Regions from separate parts of the Mus musculus genome. Here region 1 is linked to region 2. The links are chromatin contacts, called in public Micro-C maps. All regions are on one chromosome and are shown on one strand. Each heading gives the region's core, a stretch centred on a gene start, on an enhancer-like site or on the middle of the called end of the contact. The rest is flanking DNA. Distances are from core to core; before and after follow the strand shown. Region 1 holds the start of Igf2 (insulin-like growth factor 2). Region 2 holds the start of Nkx6-2 (NK6 homeobox 2).

Region 1 (3,449 bases), core at 379-2,878, 3.1 Mb before region 2:
GCTCCCCTCTTTTCGCTGCAGTCCCGAGCAGCTGAGGCGCCGCCACGCCTGTCCCCCCCACAAGAAGCCCGGGCTTACGACGGCTGAGGGCTCCGTCGACCCTAACCGAGCTGGGTGCCCGTGGCCGGGGTGACGCCTCCATTCCTCCCCCCTCAACACCGTCCTCGGTCCTTCGAAGTTGCATCCTCTCCTCTGCTTAGGGTGCGCCCCCCCTCGCGCACCCGCTTACCCGCCACCTTTCCTAAGCTCCCCTCCTGCCCCCTCCCCGTTCCTCCTCGCCTCAGACTCCCTCCCCCTCACGTCCGCCCTCTGCCTTCGCCTACCCAAGTGGATTAATTATACGCTTTCTGTTTCTCTCCGTGCTGTCCTCTCCCGCTGTGAGCCTACCCGCCTCTCGCTGTCCTCTCTCCCTCTCTCCCTCTCTGTGGTCCCCCCCTTTCACGTTCACTCTGTCTCTCTCACTATCTCTGCCCCCCAACTATCCTTGATACAACAGCTGACCTCATTTCCCGATACCTTTTCCCCCCCGAAAGTACAATATCTGGCCCGCCCCAGCCCTAAGATACCCTAAAGAAGCAGAAGAGACGCCCCCCTCCCCACCAAAAAAGCCATCTCCCCGTTCTGTCCCGTCGCACATTCGGCCTCTGCGACTCGGGCAGAGCGGCGCTGGCAGAGGAGTGCCCGGCAGAAGGGCCTTCGCCCGCTGTTCGGTTTGCATACCCGCAGCAGGGAGATGGGCGGCAGCGTCGCCGGCTTCCAGGTAAGGGCTCTCAGGGGCCCTGGGAGTGGGGGGTGCGCAGAGCCCGGCTTGGGCATGGCGGGACTGGTGCGGTGGGTGGGGGGCTGGGGGCTCGTTCCCTAAGCAAACTTTTGTTCCCCCTTGCGCCATGGAGTGGGGGAAGGGGCGGGGGTATGGGGGCTGTTGGGGAGGGGGTGTGTAAGTTGAACTCACAGGAGACTTCCTGGTGCTTTACTGTGTGTTGGGGAAGGGGGGGATGGATGAGCTGCATAAAATGTACGATTCGTGCTGTGCAGGCCCTGTACACCCCCCCCCAAGGGTGCTGAGTGATGAGGAGGGGGGCAGAGTCTCCGAAGCCCACCCTGGTATGTTGACTTTGTGCCAATGAGACAGGAAGGAAAAGTGGGTGGGCGGGGCCAAGAGCCCCCCAAAATTGGTAAAAGAGTCAAGCCAGACCCCACAGTTAGCTTTTCCCCCCACCCACACACCCCAACTCTGTCCCCAACATTCCCAACCTGGAATGTTGGGGGGAGAGGGGACGGTTTCGGGCTCAGAAGGGCAGAAATGTTACAGTTCAAAGAGAAATAACTGCCCCTGCCTTTTACTGGGTGTAACTTTCCATAGGAGGATGTGGGAAGGAGCCCCCTCCCTCCCCCCATTGGTCTGTGCAGAAAGGGCTGGGGGCGCACGATGAGGCCCCCCTCCCACTGGTGGTGCTTTGCTAAGGAATGGTCCAAGGCTAGCTCTTGGGGGTGCAGGAGAAAAGGGACTGGCTGGAAGGAGGGAGGGGGCGGGTGCAAAGGGGGCGGGGGGAGTGGTCAGCAGGGAGGGGGTGGGGGGTAGGGTGGAGCCGGGACTGGGAGGAGCCACTCAGACATAAAAAGCGGAGGCACTGACCAGTTCGCAAACTGGACATTAGCTTCTCCTGTGAGAACCTTCCAGCCTTTTCCTGTCTTCATCCTCTTCCAGCCCCAGCGGCCTCCTTACCCAACTTCAGGTAACCAGGGCTGTGGAGCCAGGACCCTGCTGCCATCCCCACTCCGGCTTGCCCAGTGGGGTGGTCAGGGCACCGGGTAGCCTGAGGCCTCTGCCCTTGCAGCCGGGCCTGCTACCTCTCCCAAGCCTTCGTTCTCCCTCAGCCTCTGTCCTATGCCCCCCACTAGATCCAGGCTTCCTTACCTGCCCAGTCCTCTACTTTTCCTTCCTCTCTGCCTCCCCACTCCAACAAATTCGGGCCTTCCCTGGGCCCTCACCTGTCCCTTGCCTCCTGGTCAATCTCCTGCTTGCTTCTCCTGGACACCTGGGCTGAACCAGCCAGTGTGGTCTTGGCTTTGGGAAGGGACTTCGAGGTCAGCTCCGTCTGCCTGCCCCCCGCCCCCAGAACTAACTGCTGTAGCTATAGCCTGCTGATCGCAAGTGGTTGGTGGCACAGAGGGTATTGGGAGGATCGGTCTGGGTCTTGATGAAGTGGGCAAAGATGACTTTTAGTTACCCAAGGGAGCTCGAACAAATTTGTTTCTTGATTATTCCGCACTGGTCTCTCACATGTTTCTTTGCAGCAAGAAATCCCCTGGGCCTATGGAGCAGAGATTGAGGCTGCGGCCTGGAGGGCTCTACTTAACTGAAGGGTCAAGGGTGGCTTACTGTGGGTCATCGTGGCCTCCCACCACTAAAAAAGCTAGCTAACCATTGTCCCCGCCTGTAGCCACATAGCCTGTGGAGGGGGTGTGTCCCTCCAAAATGGGGTGTTTAGCCTCCCAAGGACCCAAACTGCTGCCCTGGGTAAATTTAGCTCTTATCAGAAAGATGATTCTATGGGCCATAAAGGGACCCTCTAGGGTCCCTGACCATGGATGGCAAGCTCTGAGGTGCCCAGGAAAGTCTATACTTGGAGGACTGGGTGACCCTGGAGAGCAAGGCTCACAGGAGTGCTGGCTATCCCATTGCGCTAACCATTGGATTCTGACATGGGCCCTGCTCACCATGGCCTGGGAGGTGGGGTGGATGGGTGGGGCTGGCTCTGCTGCTTAGGGAGGGGTGGCCAGCTGGGGGGCGGGTAGGTTGGGAATGGTCCCTTTGGATGCACATGCTCCATGGTGGGTGGGGTGGAGCTATCTGCCATCTTGGCCAATGCTTGGAGGCCAGAGTAGGAGTGGCAGTAGTGATGTGCCCTTGGGCTGGCCCCACCCCCATGATGTCATAGCATGGAAACCAGGTCCAGTGTCCAGCACTGGCCCCTGCTGCTGTGGGTGTGGTTAAGCTGCAATTGCGCCCATGGATGGGTGGTCCTCAAGGGTTTCTTACAGTTCAAAGCCACCACGGGGTGCCTTCCTGGGGTCCATTGAATTTCTCCACACTCAAAGTAGTTTTTGACCTCAGCAATTCAAGTCCCCCTGTTTTCACAGGTTAAATAAATAGTGACATGGCTGTCTTTCAGATTCCAATTGCATTTTTAATTAAGAGATGATAGGTGTCTTTGGTGGGGCCTGGGTGGGGGTGAGCCATTCTCCTGGGATTAGGGGTGTGGCTTGGGGGCCTCTAGCTCAAAGCCTGCGTTTCTTTCTCCAGGTACCAATGGGGATCCCAGTGGGGAAGTCGATGTTGGTGCTTCTCATCTCTTTGGCCTTCGCCTTGTGCTGCATCGCTGCTTACGGCCCCGGAGAGACTCTGTGCGGAGGGGAGCTTGTTGACACGCTTCAGTTTGTCTGTT
Region 2 (3,435 bases), core at 878-3,377:
AACAGCCAGAGTTCGAGCACAGAACTGCAGCACTCCTTCTGTCTCAGTGCCCCGGGCTCTGTGAGCCTTCGAAAGGCCAGAGCACACCTACCCTGTCTCATAGTTCGCCTCTCCGAACGCTGATTCCGAGGACGGGCGCTCTTCCTAGCTGTTCAGGGTCGGCTTGGCACGGTGAGGTGGGAGGTTTCAGGACTTCCCACTCTGCCCGCCTCGTATTTTCCCGCCCCACCCCCATGCTGCTCAGAGCTCTGGGTCCCTCTTCTCTAGAGCTGGCGCCCCTGGCCTCCAGCATGGTCTCCCGCGAGCCCAGAAAAGTCCGTACTCTACCAGGGACTGTACTCCCGATGCTCAGATCCTCGGAGTATACGCGGTCGTAATCGAAGTGGAGCGAAAGCGAGGCCAGGGGCTGGTCTAAGGGCTCGAGGGAAGCAGTCCAGAGATCCCAGGGTACCATCAGAAAGCCCAGACTTTCCAGCGGGCGGTGTGCTCGGTGCTGGAGGGAACTGAGCCTAGCCCCCGCTGCTGCTGCTCGCGCCCAAATGGATCCTGAGAGTGTAGACTCAGACTAGGAAGCCAGTAACTGAAACCTCTAGGCGCTAGGGGCCACTGCGTACGGGAGGATGGGTGAGGATCATACGTGCAAGGTCTTTCAGGTCCTGCAGAAGTCAGCGGGACCACAGCACTTATTTCCAGTTCCCGCCATAAAGTGGCTTTCCAAGCCTTGACCTGATGGAGACGCGTGGCGTAAAGACCCCACACTAACTGTTAAAAAACGAAACTGAACTTCTAAGAGGACCAGCAGCAGTGGACGTTAGGCCCCTACGTGAAGCCTTTAGGATCACTTTTGCCCGTAAGACAGAAACCTTGGAGACCAGGGCAAAAGGGGAAAGTCGTTATTAACAAACTGCACAGGGCCTCTGCTTAAATCGCCAGGACCGGAAACAGTAGATTCTATTTCCACAGGTTGTATCACAATCAGTACTAGGTATTATGAGGTTAACAGTAAGCACTGCTCAAGAGGAGGAAAGAAATAAGCGCCAGCGTGCTACCTTCTCGGATCCTGCTGTGCGCCGCCGCACTAGGTGGCTGCAACTTCAGTTAACTGCCCAACAATTTTATGGAGTGAGAGGCCCCTGTACTAGAAAAGAAATTAAGGCCTAGTGGGCTCTACAGGCCGGGTCTATAGCCAGTGCTCTGTCCGCTAGACTGCAAACGCATACCCAGCCGAAGTCAGTGAGTAAGGTGATCCTTTCGTCCTGGTTCTTGAATTCCAAAACCGCTGCATTCTGGCCCGAGGTCCAGCTTGCCAGAAAGCAATAAGCAGGAGAATTCTGGTCCTGGGCCTCAAAGTCTGGACACGGGTAACCTCCTAGGTGAGTGCCTAATAAGCATAAAAGTTCAAGGGGGACGGCCTAGCCTCTCCCAGATACCCCAACCCAACTTCAAGGATTTCAGAACGGGAGGACAGCATAGGTTGTGTGTGTGTGTGTGTGTGTGGTAGTAAGGTCACCGGTTGCCTGGAGCCATCTAAAGTCAGTGAGTTCAGTTGGCAGAGTTTGGCAGATCTGAGGAAGCCAAATCTATCTGGTCCCTAGAGTCCACCCTTTTTCGTTCAAAATCCACCCAGAAAAGTTATACCCACAAGTTCACAACAGCCCACACCACCACGAGCTGGGAAGGAGAAGGAACCCCAGTACAGGGCTTGGGCCCTGATCCAAGATGGAGTGCCCTGACCTGTGGCGTCCAGCCGTCCCAGGCTCTTCCCTGAACTAAGCATACTGAGCTTGAGCTTTCGGAGTGGATCTTGAAATCTACATTCTTTCGGTCGATAAAATATGTTCTCGTATTTTTTCCTGATTTTCCCATTAAAACCTTTGCCTAACTAAACTCCCATCCAACGGGATTTATTTCATCTCTAGGGAGATAAATCAGGGGGCAAATTTACAGTCCCGGAGGCACCTGCCTCGCTAATGGGCCCTTCATGGAGTGCATGGCCGGCGGGGGCGCGCGCAGACGGGCCGGACGCTGGCCAATGGCCTGGTCGCCAGTGCCTTCAGCCAATCAGCGCGCGCGCCGCGCCCAGGCCCCGCGGTTATCAGTGCGTCCATCCCGCGCGGCGCCGCTCCGACCTGCCCCGGAGCCGCCACTGCCGCTCCCGCCGCCCTTAGTATCCCTGCCTTCTCTCTGACCGCCGCCCATTCAGCGCAACAGCCGTCGGTCCTCTCGCTTTCCCGTAGGGGCCGTCGGCGTTCGTTTGAAACGCGGTCCACCCGTCCCAGCGTAGCCGGCGCTCTTCGGCGCCGCGCGCAAACTTCCCGAGCCGGCGGGTGCGGGCGGTGGCAGCGGGGCCCGGATGGGCGCCCGGGTCGGAGGCGGCGGCGCCCATGGACGCTAACCGCCCGGGTGCGTTTGTGCTGAGCAGCGCGCCTTTAGCCGCGCTGCACAACATGGCTGAGATGAAGACGTCGCTGTTCCCCTACGCGCTGCAGGGCCCGGCGGGCTTCAAGACACCCGCCCTAGGCAGCCTTGGCGCGCAGTTGCCTCTAGGCACTCCGCACGGCATCAGCGACATCCTGGGACGGCCGGTGGGCGCAGCGGGTGGCGGCCTCCTAGGAAGTCTGCCCCGTCTCAACGGGCTCGCCTCGTCTGCAGGTGTCTACTTCGGGCCCGCAGCCGCCGTGGCTCGGGGCTACCCCAAGCCGCTGGCGGAACTGCCTGGGCGCCCGCCCATCTTCTGGCCTGGGGTGGTGCAGGGCTCTCCCTGGAGGGACCCGCGACTGGCCGGCTCCGGTAAGTGGCCCGCGCGGGATTCGGTAAGGAGAGGGGCTGGGCGCGGGCCTCGGACTGCGCTCACTGGCTCTTCTTCGCAGCCCAAGCCGGCGGGGTCCTGGATAAGGATGGCAAGAAGAAACACTCGCGGCCGACTTTCTCCGGCCAGCAGATCTTCGCGCTGGAGAAGACTTTCGAGCAGACCAAGTATTTGGCAGGCCCAGAGCGCGCGCGGCTTGCCTACTCTCTGGGCATGACCGAGAGCCAAGTGAAGGTGAGCTCGAAATGGGCCGGGGTCCAGCAGTATTGAGGCGGGGCCCGGAGTCCGCGTCCTGCGAACGGCCGGCGAGCGGCGGTTCGGCTGCGGCCGGACCGCGGAAAGCGCTGGCGCCAGGCGGGTCCGGAGTGCTGGTCGGGTGAGGCGAGCCTCGGTGCCCGTCTGATGATCCCTCCCCCAAACCCCCAGGTGTGGTTCCAGAATCGGCGGACCAAGTGGCGCAAGCGGCACGCGGCAGAGATGGCGTCGGCTAAAAAGAAGCAAGACTCGGATGCCGAGAAGCTGAAGGTGGGTGGCTCAGACGCGGAGGACGATGACGAATACAACCGGCCCCTGGACCCCAACTCCGATGACGAGAAGATCACGCGGCTTCTCAAAAAGCACAAACC

Evidence for each region. A called contact is a pair of places that touch in the nucleus more often than the background predicts.
Region 1: a contact with region 2 is called in a Micro-C map of embryonic stem cells, with 6 times the contacts expected there. The contact joins the promoter of Igf2 here to the promoter of Nkx6-2 in region 2. A contact is called at or near these places in 1 of 39 promoter capture datasets (cranial neural crest) and 3 of 484 Hi-C or Micro-C datasets (all in embryonic stem cells).

Annotation. Positions count from the first base shown.
Region 1 is chr7:142,655,675-142,659,123 of GRCm38.p6, reverse strand. Igf2 (insulin-like growth factor 2) reads left to right here and starts at 1,628. Exons shown (of 4, transcript NM_001122737.2): 1 at 1,628-1,736; 2 at 3,308-3,449. The coding sequence starts at 3,314.
Region 2 is chr7:139,581,489-139,584,923 of GRCm38.p6, reverse strand. Nkx6-2 (NK6 homeobox 2) reads left to right here and starts at 2,127. Exons shown (of 3, transcript NM_183248.3): 1 at 2,127-2,790; 2 at 2,871-3,043; 3 at 3,236-3,435. The coding sequence starts at 2,385. Gm33031 (a long non-coding RNA gene) reads right to left here and starts at 2,128. Exons shown (of 7, transcript XR_003946896.1): 1 at 1-2,128.